Regions from separate parts of the Mus musculus genome. Here region 1 is linked to region 2. Evidence: chromatin contacts called from public HiChIP or PLAC-seq data. All regions are on one chromosome and are shown on one strand. Each heading gives the region's core, a stretch centred on a gene start, on an enhancer-like site or on the middle of the called end of the contact. The rest is flanking DNA. Distances are from core to core; before and after follow the strand shown. Region 1 overlaps Clns1a (chloride channel, nucleotide-sensitive, 1A). Region 2 overlaps Ints4 (integrator complex subunit 4).

Region 1 (5,816 bases), core at 394-2,893, 180 kb before region 2:
GTTTAGTTTCTTCGCACCTGGCTTACTAACAAACTCAGAACTTCTGAAAACCCTGTTTAAAAAGACACAAAAGGGAGAACTTTTATTTATTTTTTTTCTTTTGGTACTTATTCTGCAAGATGAGAAACTCAATGAAAAACTGCTACAACAACCACGGGCCTGAGGCTGTCAGCAGGACCTAGCAGCTAATCAGGCTGACAGCTCCAAATTGTGCATAGAACCTTCTTTCAAAGGCCACAGAAAGTCCAGGTACACACCTTTAATCCCAAGACTTGGGAGACCAAGGCAGGTAGATCTCTGTGAGTTCTAGACCAGTCAGAGATACATAATGTCTCAAAAACAATAACAAAAAAGGGCCTAAGTCTAGAACTACGAAATTCAGCCTTATGAATACCCAGGTGCCTATGGAAACTCTATAGTGAGGGCTGATGAACTTAAAAACTACTCCCAATCCAGGCAGCATCAGCAAGGTCTTTATGTTTTAAGACTCCCCTTATGAAAGACTTGCTAGGGGCTAGTGAGATGGCTCAGCGTGTAAGAGCACTGGCTGATCTTCCATAGGTCCTGAGTTCAATCACATGGTGGCTCACAACCTCCCGGAATGAGATCTGACGCCCTCTTCTGGTGCGTTAGAAGTCAGCTACAGTGTACCTATGCATAGTAAGTACTTGGCTGGAGCAAGCAGGGACTGAGCGAGTGGAGTAGACTGGAGCAAGCAGAGGTCCTAAAAATTCAATCCCCAACAACCACATGAAGGCTCACAACCATCTGTACAGCTACAGTGGACTCACATAAAATCTTTAAATAAATCTTTAAAAAAAAAAAAAGAAAGACTTGCTAGAAGCATACACATCCCAACAAATGGAACTAAAATTGAGCTGGGGCACTGGTTTAGTTTATAGATTGCCTTCCTTGCAAATGTAAGGACCTGAGTTTGGCTCCTACCACTCAAGCAATAGTGGGGCAGTGTCTATACTTTCAATGTTGAGAGGAGTAGTGTCAACGGAGGGCCTGGAAGACAGAAGATGCCTGGAGCTTGCTGGTCAGCCAGTCCAGGTTCAGTGAGTTAACCTCATAGCAAGAAATAAGGCAGATGGGGCTCAGTGTTAAACCGCTAAGAGTATTAAGAGGACCCAAGTTCAGTTCCCCAAAACATCAAATAGCCCAGGCCCAGGGGATCTGGACCCTCTGTGATCCCGTAGGCACCTGCACTCATGTGCACAGACCCACACGCATATATATAATTAAAAGTAAAAATGAGCATGGTGGCACATGCCTTCAAGTCCAGCAGTAGGAGAGCAGAGCCAGGCAGATTTCTGTAAACTCCAGGCCAGCATGGGCTCCACACAGAGACGGTCTCCTCCACCAAAGCTCCCCTCAGTACTAGTATTTTGTTTCTGTGCTCATGTGCTACTTAGCTGAGGATGACCTCGAATTTCTGATCCTCCTGCCTCCACCTCCTGAGTACTGGAATTTATAGGCATATGCAACCAGGCCAAGCTTATAAAGTGGTAGGGACTAAACCCAGGGCTTCATGCAGCTAGACCAGCTCCACCAACTAATTCACACCCCTCGCCCCCGCAGGACTTTAAAACGTTACTATTGTTATGTGTATGGGCGTCTGTCTGCATTTGCATGTGTAGCTGAGGAAACCAGAAGAGGCTATTGAGATCCCTGGAAGCCAGCAGCATATAGCAGCTGTGAGCTGCCCAACACAGAAGCAGAGGAACTGAATCCAGCTCCTCTAAAAGAGCAGCAAGTGCTGGGCTGGAGAGAGGGCTCAGCAGTTAAGAATACTTGCTGCTCTTGCAGAGGACCTAGCGTCAGTTTCCAGCATCCTCACGGCCGTTCATAAACAACTGGAACTCCAGTTCCTGTGGTTCCAACACCTTCTTCAGACCTCCATGGGCACCAGGCACGCACATGATGTACGCAGGCAAAACACACATACATGTACAATTTAAATATCTTAGTCTTTTCTCATTAATGGTTTTACTCAAGAGCAAAATCACAGCGATATAGAAAAAAACCCAGATTTATTTGTTAACTATTACAAAGACAAAATATCATTGAGAGTACTTTGCAGACTTCATTTCAGATTATTTATTCTGTGACAGAAAGCGAACGTTAAGAGGGTGGACAGTCAAGGACCTAACCTAGGAGAACATAACAGAGCTGATGGTACATGAAGAATAACAGAAGCTAGCACACAAGTATTGCGAGATGTGGCTGAGCCCCAAGTAGAGGACCCATGCCTCTGTGGAAAATGCTAGCGGCTGCTCCCTCTGAGGCCTCTGCTTTTTAATCTCAGGGATAAGAGTTCTCCTGAATCCCAGAGACATCTAAGCTTCCGCACGTCCCTTCCGCCCAGTGTGAGCTCTGTGCATTTCACCACATAGGCGAATCTTGCAGCTGACAGACGCACACAGCAAAGGCAGGACTCAGAGGCCTTCTCAGAACATACACAGGAAGCTTGGGGGAAATGAGAAACTACAAATACCCGTTCAGTTAATTCACCTTTGTTAATAGAGGTCATACATAGTCTCTTCTGCTGGTGACAGCTTGCTGTCTCATTATAGTTTGACTTGAGAAATGAGTTTTGGAGAAGAAAAATGCCTTTCACCAGCCCCATTCTGGAGTGAAGAGGCACCACGTTCTTGCCTACAGTTATGAGCAGAATCTGGAAGACAAAGGGCTCACAGTTATTATTAGTAATTGCCACTATTTAGTAAAGCCTTGGAGGGCTCCAGACTTGTACCTCAGGCCTTGTAATATCCCTGACAAGCAACTATGTTTCCATCTTACAGACGAGGAAACTGAGAAACTGGCAGCACGTGTGCACATGCATGGTGAGCCGTGACCCTATGACCCACGTGTACTCTTCTGTACCTACCTCATGCACCCAGGTTTGAACATGAACACTCTAGCCCTTCTTCAGGCTTTAAAAGCACATACAATCTTTTTTTTTTTCCGAGACATGGTTTCTCTGTGTAGCCCTGGCTGTCCTGGAACTTACTCTGTAGACCACACTGGCCTAGAACTCCGAAATCCACCTGCCTCTGCCTCCCAAGTGCTAGGATTAAAGGTGTGCGCCACCACGCCCGGCAGCACATACAATCACATACAATGATCAAAAATTACACTGTTTAGAAATCATGTCAACTTCCAGACAAACATGAATAAAATTTATGAGTAGAACATCTATTTTTATTTTATTTTTTCCCACTGAGCAGAGAGAATAAAATGAGCACAAAACAAATCAAGAGCTCAAATCTGTAGCAACTTTATGGTTATTTTACCATTACAAAGAGTCCAAGAATCTTTGCAAGAGATTGCAGTTGCATCCCACTGTGTAAACATTAGTGATGTGCCAAGTGAGTCTCTCATGCCAGCTGCAAACAGAATGTCTCTCTCTCAACAGTGAGAGAATTATTATTATTATGAGAGAATTGTCAGAGAAATATGGAAAAGCCAGAGCAAGGGAAAAAATTGCCATCTAGGCCAATAACACACAAATGACAGCTACTGCCCCCTTCCCTCCAAAAGCAGCTACCACTAACATGACGATAAGTAACAGAGGTGACAGTTCTGGTTCTCCATGACATAGAAAGATCAACTTCAACATCTGGGCCTGTGAGAGCTGAACACTAACTGGGCACCAGGAAAGCTAGCCAGTGATGTTAGCAGCAGAGAGACTCTGCTGACTACAGACTACACACAAGTAGCAACTGTGCAAGGAAGAGATATAAATCACAGAATCACAGAATTTCTCTAAGGTTATTTTTTTGATAGCTGCATTAGAAGAAAACAGAGACTTATAATTCATAGTTAGTTTTACAACTGCAGTAATTTGGAAACACAGACTAAAAAACTAAATCTGCCAGGCAGTGGTGGCGCACGCCTTTAATCCCAGCACTCAGGAGACAGAGGCAGGCAGATTTCTGAGTTTGAGGCCAGCCTGGTCTACAAAGTGAGTTCCAGGACAGCCAGGGCTACACAGAGAAACCCTGTCTCAAAAAAAGAAAAAAAAAGAAAAAAAAAAAAAAAAAAGAAACCAAAACCAAAACCAAAACAACAACAACAACAACAAACCATAAATCTGTATTTCTTTTATGTGTGTGATGTTTTGCCTGTGTGTATGTGTTCTATGTGCCTGTGGAGGCAAGAAGAGGGCATCATGTCTTTGGGAACTGAACTTAGAGATGTTTGTAGGACAAAGCCCATGTAATTTCCAGTCACCAGAGATAGGCAACATTTTTTTAAGCTGCTACCTTTATAGAATTCTCTTGAATTATGAATTTTTAAAATCAATCATTTCAGGGATCTTCATGTTGTAACAAGAAAGAATAAGCTACTCACTGTATAGTAGGTCAGCCATCCTCAGTGATCCACATCTGCATCCTCAAACTGTCCGGCAACAGTTGGTGTGGTTTCCACCTCCATGCCATCTGAACAGAAAGGGGTTGCATTTCAGGATAGGTAGACTCAACAAGGTCTGCGCATGGTGGTACCTGCCTTTAGTCCCAGCACTTGGGAAGCAGTCTTGTAGAACTCTGCAAGTTTGAGGCCACCCTAGTCTGTGTAGTAATTTCCAAGCTACATGTGAGACCCAATCGAAAAAGTAAAATAAAAATAACTGGATTTTAAAATTTGGACATTTTGTTGTTTTTGAAACAGGGTCTCCTGTGGTCCAGGCTGCGCTCCGTTCCTGACCTCAGTCCCCATGTGCTGGGACCGCTCTGTCCTATCACATCAGGCTAATGCCTCCAATTCCACTGTTTCTATTTTGAAAACTAAATTACCTGAAAAGAGATTGCAAGGAAGATGCTACCTGTGGACTTAAGTCAGTTAAAATTTGATTTATACATCTAACTTAGTAAATCCACAACAGCAGCACACATACAAATCCTAGGTGGGAGTCAGTTTATGCCTTTTCTTTAAAAAAAAAAAAAATTGGAATGTTTTGCTATGCAGCCTAGGCTGGCTCAAAGTGACCAGTGTAGTCCAGGCTCACCTCCAAGGATCACAAATGTGTGCCATCATGTCTGGCTGGCAGGAATTAAAAAAAAAAGAAAGAAAAAAAAAGGGGGGCTGGAGAGATGGCTCAGTGGTTACAAGCGCTGACTGGTTGGTCTTTGAGAGGTTCTGAGTTCAATTCCCAGCAACCACATGGTGACTAACAACCTTCTGTAACGGGGTCTGATGCTCTCTTCTGGTGTGTCTGAAGGAAGCAATGGTGGTGTACTCATATGCCTAACATAAATAAATAAATCTAAATTAAAAAAATATTTCTTTTTAATGTGAGTATACTGTAGCTGTCTTCAGACATACCAGAAGAGGGCATCAGATCTCATTACAGATGGTTGTGAGCCACCATGTGGTTGCTGGGAATTAAACTCAGGACCTCAGGAAGAGCCATCTCTCCAGCCCCCAGGAATTTTCAAATGCACTAAGCACCAACTGTTTATTCTTCACAGAACTATGTGATGTATTTACTGTTAGACATTATTTAAAGGTATTTTGTAATACAACCAAAAAGCCTAAGCCACACACTAGGAAAACAAAACAAAACAAAACAAAACAGAGCAACAAATCTTCCTATTACCATCATCTCACTAAAACAGTGTGGGATGACGGCTGAAGATATAGTTCAGCAGTTAAGAATAAGAACACTGGCTACCTTTCATAGGACCCAGGTTTGATTCCCAGCACCCACATGGCAGATCACAACTGTCTACAATTTCAATTCCAGGAGGTCTGACACCTTCTTCCGCCTTCCAAGGACACCAATCATGCAAATGGAGCACAGACATTCA
Region 2 (5,599 bases), core at 1,674-4,173:
GACATTAGCTATCCAGGTTCAGTTCTAAGTCTGTAAAACTAAACACCTGTATTAGCTCCAAACAGTTCATAGGGATCAGAAGGACAGCTACTTGTTATTTGATTTGTTTCAGTGAAATAAGCTGGACTGTCCATATACAAAGAGATAATGATTTATAATGTCTGTTAAGAAACACGAAACTTTAATTTCCAGAATAATCCTCAGTAATTTATGGGTTGAGAATTATTATCTTCATTTTGGAAGTGAAGAGGAAGACTCGAGAGAGAATGATGTATATCACAGGCCCAGTGAGCACAAGAAAGCAAGTTTCCTGGTGTGAAGTGAATGAGTCTCCCATGAGTCTCCACACTGTTAGAGTCTTCTGAGTGTCTTCCTTGTGCAAACAGCAAATTAGTCCAAATATACAGATGTTTGAGCTTCCTTACTTATGAGAGCAAGTTCACTCAGGGTATGGTGGCACATGCCTTTAATCCCAGCACTGGGGAGGCAGGTGCAGAGGCAGGCAGAATTGGAGGCCAGCCTGGTCTATATACAGAGTTCTGGGCCAGCTAAGGCTGGAATAGTGACATCTTATCGCAAACAAACAAACAAACAAGCGAATCACAATGGGAAAGATCATCGGGGACTTATTTCCTGCCTACCCAGCCCACATTCTTACCTGTCCAGGCAGTATGGGAGAGGTACACCTGAGTGAGGAGACGGTGCCGTCCTGGGCCAGGATTCCGGAAATCTGCTGGCTTGGGGTGGATCATCTGAGCCTGGCCATCTGGATATAAGACCTACAATATGACAGAAATGGGGCAACAGAAAATAGATGGGCTAAGAAAACTGATAACATCTACTGTGTCCCCAAAATCATTAGCAGGAAGATGACTGTAGCCATTATATAAAAACTGCTTCTTAAAGGAGAAACACCTTTAATCACAGCATTTGAGAGGCAGAGGCAGGCGAGCTCTGAGTTCAAGGCCAGCCTTGCTTAGAGAGAGAGGTTCAGGTCAGCCAGGGCTACACAGAAAAACCCCGTCTCAAAAAACTGAAAATAAAGGGGGGGGGGGTAGGGCCACACTAGCAGAAGCAGTGTCTAGCTACTATTTCTTAGCTCCCTGGTAAGTGAATGATAGGAATGGTGTATCTATTAACAGACAGTAGAGAATGGGGCTAACTGTGGAAAGACGTGCAAGCACCCTGCTTGCAGTCCTAGCACTTGGGATGGAATTGGGAAGATTGGACGTTCAAATAGCAAGGTGGAGGCCAGCTTGGTCTGTGAGATCCTGTATTAAGAGGTGAGGTGAGGAGTGGAGAGGAGGAGAGGGACAAAGCCCCAGAGCCCCGAAGCTTTCTCAGTGAAGCTGCATTAAAAATAGACAACCCGGTTGGGCCTGGTGGCAAATGTCTTTAATCCCTCCACCTGGGAGGCAGAAGCAGGCAGATTTCTGTGAGTTTGAGGCCAGGCCAGGTCAGGCCAAGCCAGGCTGAGCTACATAGAAAGTTCCAGGGAAGTCAGGGCAATAGAGAAAGCCTCTGTCTGAACCCATTAAAAGCTAAAACAAACTTTAAAAAAATGCAAAAACACACACACACAAAAAAAAAAACCAAAGAAAATCCATAATTTTAAGGGAGAATAAAGCCTCCATGAAGTCTCTAAGGCACGCTGACAGTTGCAGGTTTTCACCTCTGTCTGATGTTCCGAGTAAGGAAGCTGGACTTTGAAAGTGCTACAGATGTCTCATGACAGGGCAGAAAGCATCCCCATTACACCCCATGCAGGCAAGTGTTTGCCTGGAAGGCAGTAGAGATGTTTTAGAGTAAATTCTTTTCGGGATAGTTTAGCAGATGACCTGTAAATCCACCTGCGATTGTTTACACAACAAAACAAGTGTCCATCAGACTAAGACCTCTGAGCTCAGTCTCAGGATTCTGACTTAACTGGTATAGGCCGGATGAGGACTGGTCATCAGTTTCTAAGCAACTACAAGTACAGCTAGGGTGGCTAACCTTAAAACACAAAGAAGCACTGCAGTTACAGCTTTCTACTCGCTCAGAAGTTCTGTGGGTATGATCTGTGACGTACCCACACCCATTGCAGGATATTTGATCACACTGTGAACCTGAGATTGTGTTATTTACTGAAATTACTTATTTCTAATTGTGGTGTGGCTCAGTCTTAGCACACACCTTTAAGCCCTCTGGCTGGAATACAGACGTGCCCTTAGTACACACACTGAATCCCAAGAAATGAAGGTCAAGTTAGTTTGTAGAGGAAGCACCGCGTTTGAAGTGATGTCTGATTGAGAGGCAGACAAAGTGACAAATCAGAGAATGGTGTGACAGAATAGGATGTGCCCAACTCTCAGGAGAACAGAGAGAAAACAGGCAACACAGGAGCGAGCAGTGCAGAGGGAGAGCAAAGAGGCAGACTTACCAGGAGACCTTTACAGAGACAGCTGCAGAGAGAGAACAAGCTAGACACAGGGGAAGACAGACAAGCCAGAGAAAGAGGAGGAGCCAGAAGATTACAACAGACTGCTAGAGTCTGAGGCCAAGCAGAGCAGTTCAGTCAGAGGCCAAGAGAGAAATGAGTCAGTTAGTGTGGAGAGTTTTGAGCCATTACAGCTGAGCTGAACTAGCCAGCCAGAGTTCAGAAAGAACAAGGAAAGGTGAGTTTATTCAGCACTAAGTCTCAGAGGGTGAAAACACTCTAGGTCTAGCCGAGATTGCAGGGAGGCTAGAAGCTTCCAGGACAATGACATCTGATGAATAACTTGCTCTTACCCTCTCCTCCCGGAAGCCTGCTGGGCCTGCTGCAGGCGTCATCTCACATCTGATTACTTGTCCTGCCAGCACTCACAATCCTTTCCTCATTCCTACCTCCTCAAAGTTCTCAAAGTACCTCCTTCCGCAATTCCCTTTTGCTCTTGTACATTGTTTCAGGCTGTACCACCTGCTGGGACCTCCACAGAGCCTTCCTGTCTTTGACCTACAGTGTGCCTAACTGTGTGCTGAAGCACTGACCTTCATAGCCTCCCCACAGCTCCAGCACTTAGTGTGTACACTAAAGAAAGCACACAATGCATGAATGGATGGTAGGAAAGAGAGAGGGGTGGCTGGAATCGCAGGGCTCACTTGCAGTCTTCATCGCATCTCTCATGTGAGGATAGCTTATCATCTATCTAATCTTGGAAAAATGCATCCTAATAATCATTTCTGCCCATCTATGAATTTTGTTTGCCACCTGATTAACAAATAGAACTTGTTCATTACATTTTGATGAATTCAATTTGTGTGTGTGTAAAAAGGATTAGATCTAAAGTCTACATTATACAAACAGAGAGGGACCTGTCACTTAGTAACAATGTCAGTGTGAACACCTTACAGGAGCCCAAACCTCACACACCTGAACCTTGACAGTGTTCTGGGGGTCTTGCACATGTTCCAGGGTTGCATCCACATCCAAGGCTACCACCAACCCAGATGTAAACCGCAAAGGATTGTCTGACTCTCCTGCCGGCTCAATAATGGTGGCTGAGGCTTTGTGTATCTGAAAGCAACAAGAAAATATGCTCATTCTTAGGCTGGTGAGCGAGCTCAGCAGCAGAGGCCCCCCGCTACCCAGGCTGATAACCAGAGTTTGACCCTTAGGGGTCAGGGAGCCACGCATGTGCTGTGCCCCACCCATTAATACATGTAATTAAAAACAATCGGAGGAAGACCTAGCTCACTTGCTACCCTGATCAAAGAAGCTCACTAACGTAAATGGTTTTAAGAATCTGGATAGGGGCTGGAGAGATGGTTCAGCGGGTAAGAGTACTGACTGCTCTTCTGAAGGTTCTGAGTTCAAATCCCAGTCACCACATGGTGGCTCACAACCACCCATAATGAGATGACACCCTTTTCCGGTATGCCTGAAGATGGCTACAGTGTACTTATTTATAATAATAATCAATCTTTGGGCCGGAGTGAGCAGGTACTGATTGAGCAAGGCTGACTGGAGCGAGGCAGAGGTCCTAAATTTCAATTCCCAACAACCACATGAAGGCTCACAACCATCTGTACAGCTACAGTGTACTCACAAACATAAAATAAAGAAATCTTTTAAAAAAAAAAAAAGAATCTGGACAGATTTTGCAGAGGGGCACACGGACTCTGACCTGCTCTGGAAGCGGAAGATGTAAGAAGGTGCTCTGCCGCAGCATTGTCTGCAGAATTTTGATCACTTCAACAGGTTTAGATGCCATGAGTCGGGGCATAAGATCAAGGAGTTTGTCCACAAAGCTATCTTGAAGGTGGGGCAAATCCGCAATGAAACACCTGCATGAACACAAAGCAACTGACCGTCCACACACTCAGCACAGGCTAAGCCCATACTCTGCCAAGCCCTGAAGCAGGAAGAGTCCTGACAGGGGGAGACTTTGAAGGTCATGCCTGAAATCGACAGGGACAGGATGCCATAGCCACATGATCAGCAGGAGAACCAGACTGCTGGGTTAGACAGATAGCTTCATTAATAAGTCCCATGCCTGGAGGCATGAAGACCTGAATCCAACCCCCAGACTCTGACAAGAGCCAGGAGCAGCAGCAGGAGCCTGCATCCCAGCACTCGGGAGGCAGAGGTAAGAAGGTCTTGGGCTCACTGGCCAACTCCAGGATAGTGAGCACCTGTTTCAGTAAGTAAGGTGGAAAGATGAAAACACTACTAGATCAGCATCTGGCACACACAAACATGTGCATGCGTGCTCACGTGCACACGCATGTGTACACACATACACACACAGATACACACACACACACAGACACACACACACACACACAGACACACACACACACACACATACACACACAGAAGAAGCTAGTTTTTTTGTTTTAAGAGCCTGTTTCACTGGGTGTGGTGCCTTGTGCCTGTAATCTCAGAACTAGGAGATTCTTAGGAATAGGAGGTGAAAGTAGGAGTATTACTGTAAGTTCTAGGCCGGCCTAGAAAAAACAAACAGAAGAAAGAGACTCTTTAATGAGTGACAATGATTGTCAGGCATATGCCTGAGTGTTTCACATAGGGTGGGGGCCAAAAGAGGGCATCAAATCCCCTGGAACTAGTTCCAGGCAGCTGTGATGTGGGTGCTGGCAACCAAACCCAGGCCCTCTACAAGAGCAGTAAGTGCTCCCTAACTGCTGAGCCATCCCTCCATGCCTGACTGTCTTTGAGGTGAAAAGAGACACGGAGGGGTGAAGACTCAGGATACAATCAGTCCTAGGAACGGTAAAGAATGAGAAGCCATAAAACCCTCCGCTTTGGGGGTAGAAGAGATGGCTATGGTGGTTTGAATAGGAACATCCCTTGCAGACTCATGTGTGTGAATGCTTGGCACATAGGGAGTGTGTCACTGTGGGGTGGGCTTCAAGGTCTCCTGTGCTCAAGCTATGCCCAGTGTGGCTCACAGTCCCTTCTGCTGCCTGAGGATCAAGATGCAGAACTCTCAGCTCCTTTTCCAGCATCATGTCTGCCTGCATGCTGCCATGCTTCCTGCCATGACAATCATGGACTAAACCTCTCAAAGTGTAAGCCAGCCCCAAATTAAATATATAATAAGAGCTGCCATGGTCA

Evidence for each region. HiChIP or PLAC-seq counts read pairs in DNA pulled down with a chosen protein or histone mark.
Region 1: a contact with region 2 is called in an H3K27ac HiChIP or PLAC-seq map of embryonic stem cells, with 2.2 times the contacts expected there. The contact joins two enhancer-like sites. A contact is called at or near these places in 3 of 39 promoter capture datasets (the C10 cell line, cranial neural crest and liver), 1 of 484 Hi-C or Micro-C datasets (embryonic stem cells), 1 of 115 datasets of contacts at active chromatin or transcription factors (embryonic stem cells) and 3 of 9 other capture datasets (adipose tissue, liver and pancreatic islet).

Annotation. Positions count from the first base shown.
Region 1 is chr7:97,715,083-97,720,898 of GRCm38.p6, reverse strand. Clns1a (chloride channel, nucleotide-sensitive, 1A) reads right to left here. Exons shown (of 7, transcript NM_023671.2): 6 at 4,360-4,448; 7 at 106-2,680. The coding sequence ends at 4,381. Among named protein-coding and RNA genes, the nearest start is that of Aqp11, 20 kb to the left of the region's middle. Within about 2 kb of position 1,643, at least 16 of the 459 cell types and tissues checked have an H3K27ac peak or open chromatin away from gene starts, as enhancers often do. A contact at or near this core is called in embryonic stem cells, where this site is marked.
Region 2 is chr7:97,533,080-97,538,678 of GRCm38.p6, reverse strand. It overlaps Ints4 (integrator complex subunit 4), which reads right to left. Exons shown (of 23, transcript NM_027256.2): 20 at 4,149-4,308; 21 at 3,395-3,538; 22 at 659-779. Among named protein-coding and RNA genes, the nearest start is that of Aamdc, 44 kb to the left of the region's middle. Within about 2 kb of position 2,923, at least 17 of the 459 cell types and tissues checked have an H3K27ac peak or open chromatin away from gene starts, as enhancers often do. A contact at or near this core is called in embryonic stem cells, where this site is marked.